Regions from separate parts of the Mus musculus genome. Here regions 1 and 3 are each linked to region 2. Evidence: chromatin contacts called from public HiChIP or PLAC-seq data. All regions are on one chromosome and are shown on one strand. The core of a region is the stretch at or near the end of the contact, and the rest is flanking DNA. Distances in the headings are between cores, read along the strand shown. Region 1 has its middle 18 kb from the start of Gm31573. Region 2 overlaps Gm40562 (a long non-coding RNA gene). Region 3 has its middle 25 kb from the start of Gm31573.

Region 1 (3,100 bases), core at 559-3,058, 240 kb after region 2:
AATTCATCCCCAAAGATAAATATTGAAACCCAAGAGAGGAGAAGCAGCTGCAGAATTTGCTGGGGCCAGGGGGCTGCAGGGAAGGTCCCCCCTCCAGTCCTGCCACTGACAGGGTGGGGGGTAGGGGGGTAAGTATGGGGAAAACCAAAGTAAAATAGCAAGCCCGTGGTCTGGCCTTAGTCTCCCGCAAATGCTAAGGGTCTTTCTTTTTCTTTCTTTCTTTCTTTCCCTTTTTTATTTTACAAGCCTCTTTTGTGTCTGTCGGACTGTTGCTCTGTCTTGCATAAAATCGCTTGCTCGCAATAGAAGTCTTCAATTAAAGTCACCTGCTGGTCTTTGTCAGTTGAACTTGATGCTGTCAAATCACGCCGAGTTCCTTAAGCCAATACAAGTCATTACAGAGGGAGTGAATAAGAGCCGTGGCAGGCAGGAGCTCTCTGTGATCAATTGATATCTTCCTTTGCCTGGGAGGGGGTGGGGGTCTCGGAGTCCCGCTCCCTGCCGCCTCATCCCCTCCACAGGGGCCTGCACCCCTGGATCCAATTAGACCGCAGCTCGGCGGGTCTGAGGGTATGCTGAAAGGCCATCGGTAGGCGAGCCCATTAATAACTCGCCGGTGCCCTGCGTATTGTAATTGTCAGTCTGCAATTTACAGTAATCCTCCCATGCAAAAAAACCCAAGTCGCTGCAGCTGATTGGAAATTCATACTCCTGTTTGAAAGAGAAAAACACAGGCCGCACGGGTTAAAAGGCCACAGCACACAAGTGTGCGTGTTGAGTGACAGACATTTTAGTACTAGCCTGGGACCATATTTTAAAAGGTCACTGAAAACTCTTGGCTTGGGCTCTCTGACAAACAATGAACGTCCTGGGTATTTATTTGCCATCTCTTTGTTTTTACAGCATGCAGAATAAATGACTTAAATGACGTTGCGCGGGTCTGCATATTGTCATCACGGGTTACAAGTCACTATTAAACTCCGTCAAATCAAACCAAACCCGGTCAAGGCAACGAGACTAAGAGTTATTTGCATTCCTTCTGTCATAAAAAATCATATCCCCTTACTCAAGACTTTCAATTCGTTATTAAACGCAGCCACAAGAGTATTTCAGGTCTGGCAATATAAGCCCGGGGAAACCTTCTCGATATAACTCAGTGTAACAGCTCAGACCCGATCCCACTAAAAAGTCCCAGTTGAGCGTATCTGGGCGTTCAATCAAGACATACATATTACTTTTAAATAAGATTAGCCTCTATATTTTGCTGCTTAAGTTAAAACTTTTCATGTCTTTTTCTGCTTTTATATAAACTCCAGCATAATTCTGTTTTAGCGAAATACTTCAAACAAATTAAAAACCTCAAGTTGAATGTGTCCTTAACAAAAACACTCTTAATGGCACTGCAACGTGTTTGCTGACGTTAAAAACACTTTCCCATAAGATGGATTTTTTTCTGCCCCCCTCCCACCTCCGCCTTTGCTATTGCAGCAGTACAGGGTCCCCCTTGGCTGCTCCGGTGTAGGCTTTGACCACTCACTCTCCACTCAGCCGCAGTATCCATTAAAAAAGAAAAAAAAAGTATTGAAAAAAAAAAAAAAAAAAGTCCTGTCTTATCTGCCTTCAAAGGGGCTCTGGGTCAATTGGGAATGGAAAGTGATCAGTAGGGTATTTGGGAGAATATAAGGGGAGATACTTAGTTTCTGTTGATGTGCTAAAATACCATGACAAAGGCAACTTGGGGGGAAAAGGTTTCTTTCAGCTCTTAGTCCATCACTGAGGGGAAGTCACAGAGGTGGGAACTTGAAGCAGCCATTCTGTAGGCAAGAAGCAGAGAACAATGACTTAATTAATACCTGCACAGCTCAGCTGTCTTTCTCCAGTCTTATAGGTTGGAAAACCACACCTAGGGAATGGCGCCACCCAGAGTGGGTGAGACTTCCCTCATTGATTAATGTAACCCTAGAATTTCTCTGGGACTGGTGTTGACTGTGTCCTAGAAACAGTCATCAGGGCCCCTTCAGAAGTGAAGCTCACAGAGAACAGCTTCACCCCATGGTACAGCAGGCAGATGGCTGAAACTTTACCTGAAACCCTGCCTGTGAGTGAGGGTGGGGCCTGTGAGTGAGGGTGGAGCATGTGGGTATGGGTGGGGTCTGTGGGTGAGTGGGTGTGGGGCCTGTAAGTGTAGGTGGGGTCTGTGAATGTGGATGGAGCCTGTGGGTGAGTGGGTCCTGTGAGTGAGTGTGGGTGGGGCCTGTGGTGTGGGTGGGGCCTGTGAGTGTGGGTGGGGCTTGTGAGTGTAAGTGGGGCCCAGGAAGGTGAATGGCTGCCAATGCTACAGCAGGGCTACCCTCTAGGGCAAAGATGCAAGGGTTTGGATCAGTAATGAGGGCTCCCCCTCAATGAACTGAGTTCATGGAGATAGGTCCTAGGTAGGCTGATGGGGTAGAACTTTTACAAGCCAATCCAGACCTTCCTGAGAGGAAAGCTATGGAGTTTGGGGGCATTGGTCTTGTGGGCAGCAAGCAGCCAGGCACCTGCATCTACAAGATGGTGAAAGCTGCCAGCAGCTATGGGGCACAAGAGAAATCAGAGGCCAGGTGAGCCCTTCACTGCAGGGGAACCCTGACTACAGCTTTGGAGACTCTAGAGAGACCCCCACCTAGGCTGTCCTGGGACGCCATAAGAGGGAGAGTGTGAACTAGCATATGTGTATTCTCAGCCACTAAGCAGGGGGCTTGTGATGTGGCAACAGAAAGCAAACACTCATGGCGTAATGGAGTCACAGCTTCCTGACCAGCAAGTACACTAAAGCTGTTTCTCAGCCCCACGTATCAACTCCCTCCTCGTATGGCAATCCAAACATCACATCGCTTTAAGGCCTCTTGTTCTTAAAGACATTTATATAAATAATCTACTTCTTTCTTAATTTGGCTGTCACTGTGTTCTCTAAAACAAATATCTTTCCCTTTTTAAAGGCCCCAAACAGGCAGCACGCTTGACATCAGTATAAAATTCCTCTTGTTAAGCCCACAAAAATTAACACCTTATGAGAAAAGCTGTACCTTTAAAAAAAACACCTGACCAAATATTTCATAAA
Region 2 (3,022 bases), core at 2-2,501:
CAATGGGCAAAGCCACCATCTCTCTGCAGCACAGCAAGCCAGGCCCTGTAACCCGCGATGATTGAGAAGACAGCTGCCTGGACTGAATTTGTCTTCACACGAATGACATTTCAAAATGCATATTCTCAGTGTTTTTTTGAGTAAAGAGTCAGAGGCATGGAGCTTGAACTCCGGTCCACATGCTTGCAGGGAAAGCACTTTACCAGCGAGGCCATCTCCCCAGCCCTAGATAAAGAACAATTTAAGATGGCAAATCTGTCTGACTGTACATACTGAAGCACGGTAAATTCATTTTAAATTGCAGAGAGTGCCCGTAACCCACTCCCATGGATTTACCCACTCTGGGGTTACTTTCTTTACATTTCATTGAAGGACACTCAAAGCTACAGAAAAGTCATAGACTAAGTGCACATCGCCTCCCTGAGCCCTTGCATGAAGGTACAGCCCCTCTCTAGATGGAGCCCCAGACTGAGCGCCACAGACCTCCACAGTGACTGTGCCCTTCCCATCGCACAGACTGCTGCCCCCCACCCCACCCCATCCCCATCACCACGGGGAAATGTCACTTGTCCTGGAATCTCATATCTGCCTTGATTCATCCTCCAATTTAGCAGCTGTGAGATCCCACCGCACCACGGCTTGGGTTGCAGCTTCTTCATTGCATTCTAGAATTGTCTCAGAGTGGATGTGGTGGGCTCCCACCCAGCAAGAGACCCTGTCTTGAGGCAATAAGGCAAAGTGATAGGAGAAGGCATCCTGCTCTGGTTCCTGTGTGTGTGCACATGGGTGCACAGCATATACAGTATACTCTCAAATAGATAGATAGATAGATAGATAGATAGATAGATAGAATGTATATTATGTTATATATTATATATTGTTATATATTATATATTTGATGGAATCTTAGCTTTGCACTAGCCTTGTTTAATGTCATGCAGTAGGCATTTAAAAATAAAACAACATTACATTCCTGTCCTACTCATAAAGGCTCTATAAGACCAATGCTGGCTTTTCTTTCCCACTTTATAGATGGAAAAACTGAGGCTTAAAGGAAAGCAGTGAAGCTAAAACTCAATTGTTGGTTCTGCTCATGAAAGAGCCTCGGTGTGAGGAAGGAAATAGCCCAGGATGGAAACAGCACCCAAGGAAGCCTCTCGGGAAGGAGACAGCGAAAGTCTAAGCTGCTCTGAGGCTTGGCTTGAACCAATGAATACCCAGAGCCCGGGATTTTAAAAGGTGCTTTCCCGCTTTGGGCCACTAGGCGGCGACAGAGCAGCGTCCAGAGGCGCCTGCGAGTTGCGCTGGATCAGCCAGCAGCAGCCTGGAGACAAACCAGGCCTGTGAGCAGGATTTTAGGGAAAGACAAGGTAGGAGCAGGCTCTGGCGAAGGATCAGAAACTTTTCAAAGACCGGCTCCCTTGTGCCTCCGAGTCTTGAGCATTCTAAATCACCTGAGCCCCCCGAGTGTCCCTGACCTCATTCGTAGGCCAGGAAAGACAGATGGGAAGAGGAAAGCAGGATCAGACAACAGGAGAAAGGGCGGGTGCTCCCCCCACGCTGCTCCCCTCCACAAACAAAGAGGCATCCAGAAGAAGCCAGATCCCCGGTCTTCCGCCTGCACCTTCCTGCCCAGCCCCTCTGACCAGGGACATTTTCCAGAGTCACTAGAGTCCCCTGTGAGACACAGGAATGAAATGTGCAGCTTGCCTTTCTTAGACGCGTTTATGCTTAGGGTCTCAGGAAGACACTAAAAGGGCTTTGAGACAACAGCCTCGGGATGTCAAGGGCACTTGAGGGACTCGGACAGCACACCTGTGATCCCAGACATGGAGATCAAGTTCAAGGCCAACCTTGCCTGCATAGCGTGCTCCAGGCCACTCTAAGCATGAGACGCTCACAAGTTTTTTCTCTGCCCTCTGCCCTCCACACCTTGAGAATCTTCAACCTCACGTGAGCAGCTGGCTTAAGACCCAATGGCACGGCCACCTTTCTGTAGCTCTGTCTGAGCACCAGACTGGTAATTCCTGAAAACTGGTCACTTAGCATCCCCAGAATCCTCCTGCATGTGCCAAGCGTGGTCTAGCTCTCCAGCTCTGGAGACGCAGAACTTGAGTTTATGGTTGTCTTTTGCTATGTAGTGAGTTCAAGGGCAGTGTGGGCTATGTGTGACCCTTTCCCCAAAACAAGACAAAGAAAAAGGAGTGATAACAACTCATTCTAAATATAAATAAATTCCAGATGAAGCCAATGTTCATGTGTGTATGCTAAAAAGCCTTAAAACGGTTTTTTTTTGGGGGGGGGGTGGCTGGAGAGATGTCTCAGTGGTTAAGAGTACTGGCTGCTCTTCCAGATGTCCTGAGTTCGATTCCCAGCAACCACATGGTGGCTCACAGCCATCTGTAATGCGATCTGATGCCTTCTTCTGGTGTGTCTGAAGATAACTACAGTATACTCATATAAATAAAATAAAATAAAATAAAATAAAGACAAACAAAACCTACAACATGCTTACATATAACTCCAAAATGGCAAAGTCCTCTCTCCAAGGATATATTACTCAAACAGCTAAGAATTGCTAACTTCTCATACATTGTGTGTGCATATGCATTTGTGTGTATCTCATATGTGCATGCCTGTGTGTGGAGGTCAGAGAACAACTTCCACCCCTGTTTGTTTGTTTTGTTTTGTTTTGTTTTGTTTTGTTTTTTAGATGGTCTTGCTGTGTATCTCTGGCTGTCCTGGAAGTTGCTGGTCTCAGAGTTCTACCCTTTTCTACCTCCCCAGTGCTGGGATTAAAGGTATGTGTCACCATACCTGGCTCAGCTGTCATTCTGTGCATACCCTTTACTTTGTTCTTGCTTTTGAAGCAGGGTCTCTCACTGGCCTGGAACCCATCAAGCGAGTAGCCTGGCTGGCCAAGGAGTCTCTGCTTCCCTGGTGCTGGGATAACAAATAAGAGTACCACACCTGGCATCTGTACAGATTCTAAGGATCGAACTCAGCTGTCCATGCTTACAAA
Region 3 (2,947 bases), core at 19-2,518, 200 kb after region 2:
TCATCCAACACAAACTTTGCTGCCGCTGGATCCAGCCAGAGCCACCATCTGCACCTCGAGGATTTGCACCTTGGTGCATTTTAAGGGAAGGCAGCTGGAGGGTTGGAAGTTGGGCTGTCAGGTAAAATACAGGACACCCAGTTAAGTTTGACGTTCAGACAAATCATTTTTAGTATATGTATATGCTCCAAATATAGCTTGAACATACTTGAAATCACTCATCATAGATCTGAATTTCAATTTAGCTAAGTGTCTCCTCCACCCAACCCCCCCCCCCATTAATCTGTCACTCATCAGAGGTGTCCCCTACCCCGCAAGCCCCCACCCTGCCAGCCTGGGTGCTGTTGCAGTCGATGGTTACATCAACCCAGGTGAGCAACACACACTCTATTTCCAGGTGCTGCGAGATGCCCTATGGGTAGTCACTGGGGCTTGTATTCCAGAACCTTCAATATCACAAAACCACCAAAAAGTAAAAGATGGCTTCCTTAACCCTGGTGAAAAACCCCTCCCTCCTCGCTAGGGAAAGTATTCGATCTCTCCACAGCACAACTGCAGAGGGTAGAAATAGCAGGTGATCAAATTGCAGCCATTGGATTCCTGGACTTGAACCACGGAACACAAATCCAAGTGGCTTAACATGAAGAAGGGGGGAAAAATAACTCCAGAGAAGACGTTCCGGTGGCGTGTTTAGGGGGATCCCCATCCAGGGCCAAGGGGGTGCAATGAGGCTCTGGCCAACATCTGGAAAGGCCATTTTGAGCCGATTCGAGTCGTGTGTGTGCTCTGGGAGATCGCTCAAGCAGGGAGAAAGGGCGGGGAGCAGAAGGACCGTGCAACAAGTCACCCAAGCAGGAAGGTTTCCCCGAAACCTGGAGTACAGGCAACGGCCCACTCTTCTAGTCTACACAAAATCTCTTCTGTGCTTTTAAATAAATGGAAGAGAAGGAAAAAAATAATTTTTGTGGGCCGTGCATAAAGCCAAAGCCAAAAGTCTCAAAAAAAAAAAAAAAAAAAAAAAAGCCAAAATGATGAAGTACGTGTCTGAAATTACCTACCGGTGCGCCCTTCAGACAAGCAGCTTTATGAAGGTCAAGTTCTTACCTAGAACACCCTAGACACTTGTCTCCCCGCCCATCACCTCCAGTATGCAAAGCACAAGTTGGGGGTGGGTGGGAATTAGCTCAGCCTGACACCCCTTCAGGCCCTTCACCCCCTTCCTCGAGTTAATTTCCGATTCTATTAAGCAGCGGTGGTTCCCCGCGGCCCCTCCTCCCGGTCCCTAGGCTGATTTCAGATGCGAGGCATAGCCTTGGAGTTCAAGCTGCCGCTGTGTAAGGAAGCCCACTTTGACACAGTAATTACAGGGCTTGAGCGATGCTTTACATTAGAGTATAAAACACTCATTAAATTAAAATTCTTCCATGAAATCATGAAAATAAACAGTCTGTCCAAACTGGCATCAACAAATTCGCAGGGCGCCTCTGCGTTTTCTCAGACCCGGGCCAGCTCCAGGCCGCGTTTAACCACGAAGTGTGAACGGCTCACACGCCTTTGAAGAGCAGCTCTCTGCTTCTCTTTAACGTTATTGCCTTAATTGTTTTTACAACTTGTAAGATTTTAAAGCTATTAAGCTTCAAAGTTGGGGGAGGGGGGCGTCGGTGGGAAAACTTGAAATGAGGACCCTTGTACCCTGCCCAGGTTAGGGGTGGGGGAGGTTAGCATTCCCCAGCCGATACCCTTCTGGGACAATGAAAATACAAGGGACAAGAGGGGATGAGCAATTTCTCCACGATCCCTTGGGAGACAGAAAATAAACCTCACGTTTCAAAAGGTTCGGGCAGAGGCAGAGACAGCCTGGTTTCCTCCACAAAAGCAGGGGGTTCAGACCAAGCGACCCCGAGGTGAACTTGGGAATGAACGTGAGCTCCGTTTCCATATCAGCACATGGAGAAGGGTTAGGTTCCGTGATTTCACCTTATCTCTGAGTGTTCCGTCCCATCAAGTGACCACAGACATCAAATTAGCAAGTATTTAATCAGCATTCCTTGGAGAAACGGGAAGCCTGTTAGCAAGTTGGGTCTGCTGAGTGATCTGTTTCTCGAAGTCACAGCGCTGACTGTGCTCACACCTGAACAAAGGATTTTCCTAATCGATGGATTTTCCTATTCACACTAGCCAGTGTGTCTTTGTGCTCAGAGGCTGAGGTCACCTATAAAATGAATAATCGGGAAAAAAAAAAAAGACACTACACAGATCCTTGTGTGCTATTGGACATGCATGAGCGTTGCCTTGTCCGCCCACAACTGGGAGCCTGGTAGCGACACATCCTGAGCATGCTCCCATGTTCCCCAGCGAGTTCAAGAATGCTGCCAGGGCTGCATTTAAATTTCTGTCAAGGAGGCTGATTCGTAAACACAGAACCATGAGCAGTTAGGACCAACTGGACTTTAGAGGCGTGAAGAGGGGAGGTTGGGGGAAGGGTGGCATGAGCCCTGCTTTGCTGAGTAGAGAGGGGTGGAGAAACGAGGGGGAGGGAAGAAATGACAGTCTTGTAACTCCTACCAGAAACAAGTAAACTGGCTTCTGCAGCTACCTGTAGAGAGAGAAGGGACAGCATTCATGACAAAGAGCCATGCATGCAAGAGAACACACACACACCATGACAAGTTTGATAAAGCAAGGTTTAAGATTCTGTCTCAGATAACTAGTCTCCAACAATACTTTTTTAGCACACCATGATGTGGGGAATATTCTAGAAAAAGCAAAGATAATCAAAGTTTCTAGGGTTCTCAAAAGGAGTTATGAGGAGCAAGCTGAAGGGCAGACTCAGAGAGGCACTGCCAAGCCAGGTCATCTGACAAATGTCACTAGAGTGATGATTCCTTTTCATTGTCAACTTGACTGGACTGGATATTACCTAGGAGACACACCTCTGGGCACAGCT

Evidence for each region. HiChIP or PLAC-seq counts read pairs in DNA pulled down with a chosen protein or histone mark.
Region 1: a CTCF HiChIP or PLAC-seq map of embryonic stem cells shows a contact between it and region 2, with 6 times the contacts expected there. The contact joins two enhancer-like sites. A contact is called at or near these places in 1 of 39 promoter capture datasets (embryonic stem cells), 4 of 15 datasets of contacts at CTCF or cohesin (embryonic stem cells, large pre-B cells, pro-B cells and 1 more), 92 of 484 Hi-C or Micro-C datasets (B cells, the C2C12 cell line, the CH12 cell line and 47 more), 18 of 115 datasets of contacts at active chromatin or transcription factors (astrocytes, bone marrow-derived dendritic cells, cardiomyocytes and 8 more) and 2 of 9 other capture datasets (embryonic stem cells and embryonic tail).
Region 3: a contact with region 2 is called in an H3K4me3 HiChIP or PLAC-seq map of embryonic limb bud, with 4 times the contacts expected there. The contact joins two enhancer-like sites. A contact is called at or near these places in 1 of 15 datasets of contacts at CTCF or cohesin (embryonic stem cells), 3 of 115 datasets of contacts at active chromatin or transcription factors (embryonic limb bud and embryonic stem cells) and 1 of 9 other capture datasets (embryonic stem cells).

Annotation. Positions count from the first base shown.
Region 1 is chr12:104,678,788-104,681,887 of GRCm38.p6, forward strand. No RefSeq gene overlaps it. Among named protein-coding and RNA genes, the nearest start is that of Gm31573, 18 kb to the left of the region's middle. Within about 2 kb of position 1,809, at least 9 of the 459 cell types and tissues checked have an H3K27ac peak or open chromatin away from gene starts, as enhancers often do.
Region 2 is chr12:104,438,985-104,442,006 of GRCm38.p6, forward strand. It overlaps Gm40562 (a long non-coding RNA gene), which reads left to right. Exons shown (of 4, transcript XR_872954.2): 4 at 1,033-1,174. Among named protein-coding and RNA genes, the nearest start is that of Gm40562, 6.6 kb to the left of the region's middle. Within about 2 kb of position 1,252, at least 14 of the 459 cell types and tissues checked have an H3K27ac peak or open chromatin away from gene starts, as enhancers often do. A contact at or near this core is called in embryonic limb bud, where this site is marked.
Region 3 is chr12:104,635,938-104,638,884 of GRCm38.p6, forward strand. No RefSeq gene overlaps it. Among named protein-coding and RNA genes, the nearest start is that of Gm31573, 25 kb to the right of the region's middle. Within about 2 kb of position 1,269, at least 19 of the 459 cell types and tissues checked have an H3K27ac peak or open chromatin away from gene starts, as enhancers often do. A contact at or near this core is called in embryonic limb bud, where this site is marked.